Linked DNA regions of Ovis aries: region 2 is linked to region 1. A link is a contact called in public Hi-C data. All regions are on one chromosome and are shown on one strand. Each heading gives the region's core, a stretch centred on a gene start, on an enhancer-like site or on the middle of the called end of the contact. The rest is flanking DNA. Distances are from core to core; before and after follow the strand shown. Region 1 holds the start of RFESD (Rieske Fe-S domain containing). Region 2 has its middle 100 kb from the start of TRNAC-ACA.

The links. Hi-C and Micro-C count contacts between places; a contact is called where the count stands out from the background.
Region 2: a contact with region 1 is called in a Hi-C map of tail adipose tissue, with 5 times the contacts expected there. The contact joins the enhancer-like site here to the promoter of RFESD in region 1. A contact is called at or near these places in 5 of 16 Hi-C or Micro-C datasets (liver, muscle, skin fibroblasts and 1 more).

The regions. Positions count from the first base shown.
Region 1 is chr5:92,606,514-92,609,145 of ARS-UI_Ramb_v3.0, reverse strand. It overlaps RFESD (Rieske Fe-S domain containing), which reads right to left and starts at 1,310. Exons shown (of 5, transcript XM_060416026.1): 1 at 1,248-1,310.
Region 2 is chr5:93,313,791-93,316,422 of ARS-UI_Ramb_v3.0, reverse strand. No RefSeq gene overlaps it. Among named protein-coding and RNA genes, the nearest start is that of TRNAC-ACA, 100 kb to the right of the region's middle. Within about 2 kb of position 1,287, at least 9 of the 54 cell types and tissues checked have an H3K27ac peak or open chromatin away from gene starts, as enhancers often do. A contact at or near this core is called in liver and tail adipose tissue, where this site is marked.

The DNA.
Region 1 (2,632 bases), core at 61-2,560:
AAAGACAACCAGAGCGTGGCTATCAAGACATGGGTGATCATTCTGCCTGCAGACTTCAGGAGTCGGATACCCAAGACGGCTGGGGCTGCGGCAACCCTGGGGCAAGTTTCATACATTTCAGAGCACAAATGCTAAGAAAAGTGAAAGTCGCTCAGTCCTCTCCGATTCTTTAGAATTCTTCAGGCCAGAATACTGGAGCGGGTAGCCTTTCGCTTCTCCAGGAGATCTTTGCAACCCAGGGATCGAACCCAGGTCTCCCGCATTGTGGACGGATTCTTTACCTGCTGAGCCACCCGGGAAGCCCAAGAATACTGGCTAGCCTATTTCTTCTCCAGTGGACCTTCCCGACACAGGAATACGAACCAGGGTCTCCTGAAGATTGCAGGCGGATTCTTTACCAACTGAGCTATGAGGGAAGCCAAATGCCAGGAAAGCTTGTTAAAAAATGGACCAGGGAAGCGGCTGTTAAAAAGCAGAGACATTACTTTGCCAACAAAGGTCCGTCTAGTCAAGGCTATGGTTTTTCCGGTAATCATGTATGCATGTGAGAGCTGGACTATAAAGAAAGCTGAGCACAGAACTGATGCTTTTTCACTGTGGTATTGAAGACTCTTCAGAGTCCCTTGGACTGCAAGGAGATTCAATCAGTCCATCCTAAAGGAAAGTAGCCCTGAATATTCATTGGAAGGAGTGATGCTGAAGCTGAAACTCCAATACTTTGGCCACCTGATGCAAAGAACTGACTCATTTGAAAAGACCCTGATGCTGGAAAGATTGAAGGCAGGAGAAAGGGATGACAGAGGATGAGATGGTTGGATGGCATCACCCACTCAGTGGACATGAGTTTGAGTAAACTCCAGGAGTTGGTGATGGACGGGGAAGCCTGGCGTGCTGCAGTCCATGGGGTCGCAAAGAGTCGGACACGACTGAGCAACTGAACTGAACGGAAGCTGCAGGTCCGGAGTGAGGACCAGCCTTGACGGTGAACAAGCTCGATGGGCCCGCAGTGCCCGGGCAGAAGCCTGTGCTGGGGGTTCATCGTTAAGGAGAGCTGCGTCTAGGGCGGCGGGACCGCAGCGCTCAGAAGACCCAGGATGAAATGCAGCACTGCAACCGCGAACCCACCCCCAGTCTCCTGCGCCACCGGAAGCCCGAGCCCCGGGCCCGCCGCCCGGCCGGAAGTGGCTAGTCTCGCGAGCCCCGCCCCGCGAGAGGCCGCCCAGGCCCGCGCCGGGAACAGAACTTACCTTCCCTGAGTCCCTGCCCCACCTCCGCGAGACCCGGCCGCAGCGCCGCCGCGTGAGGATACTGAACCGGCCAGGGAAGCCGGCGGCCGCGTGGCGCTCCGCGTGACCGGGCGGGGCGGGGCGCCACCGCCCACGTGACCCGAGCGCGCCCGCCCCCGGGGCGGCCTCTGAGGCGTCGCGGGCTGCTGACCCTGCCTGACCGCGGCCGCCGGCTCGCCGCGCTCCGCCGGGACCTCTGAGCTGACCGTCTCAATCGTGTGTTTTACCGACGTGGGCTCCCCCACTTCATTTTAAAACGTTTGCTGAGCTCATCACATTTATCTAGATTTTGAACTCACCCGGGGGTTTTCCTTCTAGAAATTTACCTCATAAAAATATTTACTAGAGTTCGTCACGATGCGTATAATCTATGTATAATGGTGTTTATTGAACTCACTCAGGGTCTGTCTTCTAGAAATTTACCTCATAAAATATTTAGTTTGTCATGATGCATATAGTCAATGTATAATGGTGTTTATTGAACTCACCCGGAGTCTGTCTTCCAGAAATTTACCTCACAAAAATATTTAATAGGAGTTCATCACGATGCATATAATGTATGCTACTGCTGCTAAGTCGCTTCAGTCGTGTCCGACTCCGTGCGACTCCAGAGACGGCAGGCCACCAGGCTCCGCCGTCCCTGAGATTCTCCAGGCAAGAACACTGGGGTGGGTTGCCATTTCCTTCTCCAATGCATGAAAGGGAAAAGTGAAGTCGCTCAGTCGTGTCCGACTCTTAGCGACCCCATGGACTGCAGCCTACCAGGCTCCTCCGCCCATGGGGTTTTACAGGCAAGAGTACTGGAGTGGGGTGCCATCGCCTTCTCCAGCATATAATGTATAATGGTGTTTATTGCCAGAAAAGTGACAAGAGCTCAAATGAGCCTCAGCTGGGAAGTGGTTAAATACAATGTAGACATGTGAATTACTTTCTAACCACATACTCACCAGCACGGTTCATGATGTAATGAATGAATTTGTTACAAAGTATGGAATACTGTGTAGTATGCTTTCTTTGGGGGTAAATAAAAGTTATTTCTCTAGATACAAATAATGTAGATATATGCACATAAGCTTAAAAAATTGGGTCTTTAAACTTGGGGGGGGAGGAGATGGGTTTCACTCTCATCTTTTGAACTTTGCAACTTTGTTTTTTTCTATTTATGTTTCTGTGAGGAAAAAACAAAACAAAAAACCCACACACGTGCATGTGTTCAAAGTTGGAAGCTAGATGAGTCTGATAGGTTTTTATATTTTTAACTGGAGGAAAACTGCTTTATAAAAATCAGCCATATTACACGCATATGCCGACGTTCTTGAGCATCCCATCCATCCCCACTTCCCACC
Region 2 (2,632 bases), core at 38-2,537, 710 kb before region 1:
GCTTGATGTGAGAAGTCATGTCCAAAGACGCCAAGACATGTAACTGAGAAGAAGATTCCATCCACTCAATCAGCCTTACCGGTCTCCCGGCACAGCAGGCCAGCTTTGACCTTGGCGGCATCTCCCACCTAAAGAGGCAGATGCCAAAGGGAGCATGGGCATCACACAGCACAGAAGCAGGACTGTAGGCACAGCATACAGATGCGGCTCCCCGCGACACAGAGGACTCACCTGGCGCCCACCCCTAGGGGATTCACAAGAACACAGACCCCTCGTCTCCCAGCTACTGTGCGCTGGGCTTTGTGGCCTCTTCTTCCCAATCTGATTATGAACACAAATGGTGTCTTAATCATTTTTCCCTTTCTCGGGGAAACTTCAAAGAAATTCTCAGGAGTCCACTGCCATTGTAAGGTAATAAATATAATTTTAACCCATCTTCAGTCGTCATTACACAGATATAGAGAAATCACAGTTGGTTCAGTCATTAAATGAAAGACATCCTTTTTCTTCTTTTGGTTGAAAACAGAGGAGGGAAGATCAGGCTAAAGGTAGTTTACACCAGAGCTTACTGACAAATTAAAGTGTGTGTGTGTGTGTGTGTGTGTGTGTGTGTGTGTGTGTGTGTGTGTGTGTGGTTGTGTGATTAACTCCTGTTTTCATATTGTAATAGACTCTTGGAAACCTCAGAGTAAGTTTTAATTTGTTTTAGCTCAGTTTTATTTTCAGGGTCAGGGTTAAACTCCTCCATTTAAATTGAAGCCTTGAATGTCTTCCAGATTCTTTTCAAATATTTTTCATTTAACTGTCTAGAGATCAAATGTAAATACATAACCTCTGCAAAGCCGCTCTTAGCCTAGTGCCTTGTATATACTTAGTGTATAACAAGTACTTATTGGTAAGTCTGTTCCTAGTTTTTTTGCCAAAATATAATTTCAGATAATTCAGTTTTCTGGATGAGGTCTTGCACTCCTTCTTTAACAGGTCAGAGATCTAAGTTCGGAGGCTTTAGTGGAACAACTTGAACTGGAACTTGAGTTCTCTAACTCCAAATTGAGCGACCCTGGAGGCACACCCTGTGCTTTATCCCCAAACCCTATTATGGAAGCACATAAAGATTCTGTGAATCAAAATGATGCAACTGGGGAAAGCACATTTTGGACAAACAGCAGTAATAGTACAGGTCTTACTATGAAGTCCCTTCACAGGGGAAGCTGTAGAATGTGTTCGTTGTGTGGGTATCTGCTCTGTCTCTGAAAGCCACCTCTAGAGGGCAGCACACTCTTCGTAACAAACAAGAGTCTCCTCAGTTTGGAAGAACAGCCTGGCGTGAAAACCGAGCGGGGACTGAAATACTTATTAGCAGCTTTAAATGAGTAGAACCCACAAATCTAGCAAGCCTGGTATACTTTTTGTCTGTGTGGGGGAGAAAGGGGCTGAAATGAGAATGTAACTGTGAGTCTTTTCTCTTTCCTCCCTCCCCAAGCACAGAGCCTCTAATATTTAATAGCAGATGAACTTGAAACTTCCCTTATAATACCAGCCTGACACTTCATTTTAAAAGCAGAAGCAAAGAATAGAGGGAAAATGAGATGTGTACAAGGAACCACCACCGGTTGGCTGCTGCTGGAATCCAAGTGGAAGGAGCCAAGGCCTGAGAATTAGGCAAGAGCCGGCCACAGAGGGCCGTGTGCGCCCGGAAGGGAAGCTGAACTTGCTCGTGTAGATTCCAGGAAGCAGACAGGGACGGGGTCAGACTTGTGTTTCGCGTGGATTACTGAGGTAGCTCTGAATTGAGCAGAATTGAGGGCAGCAAGTCTAGAAACCAGGAAGCCAGTTGAGGTGGCTGTGCCAATCCAGGAAGAGAAGGAACATTTGATAACAGGAGCACTGGCAGATGGGAGGATGGATTTTAAGGAATCAAGGGAGGGGAAACCAGCAGAATGTAATGATCAGTTAGATGAAGAGGGTAAGAAAGACAGAAGCGTTAAGGCTATTATTTTATAACCTGGATCACCGGGTAAAGAGGTGGAGACACAACAGAGACTGAGTTTGGAGGGATGTGCTGCTTGGTTTTTGAAAACTCCAATCTGAAAAGTCTGATGAGTCCCCAGGGAAGGCACCTGACAGGTAATGGAATTGGTGAGTCTGAAGCTTGGGGAAGGAATCTGAGTAGGAGATCGAATTAGAGAGTCATTAGCATACAGGTGGTAGTTGAACTCCAGAGAGGAGATAAATTCGCCCAAGAAGAGTAGCTGTAATGAGAAGCAGTGAGCTGGAAACAGACACCTAGGGAATATACGCATGTGAGTGGTGGGTGCAGAGAGAGGAGCCTGTGGTTAAGAAGAAACAGAAATGAGTGAGACTAACTGGGAAAGATGCTGTTACCTTGGGGGAGCAGCAGTGTGCACAATCCGTGTTGCCAAATGCCCCAGAAATGCATCGCAAAACAAAGACTGGAAAACGCCCATTGGAGTTTGTCATTAGAAGAGCACTGGGGGCCTTCACAAGGGCACAAGCCAGACTGCAGGGGGTGCAGAGTGAATGAATGGCACCTCGAGTGAGTGGTCACACTGAGGACATGTTCCTCTCCTAAGAAGTTTGGATAGGGGGGAAGGGGACATGGGATATTTTC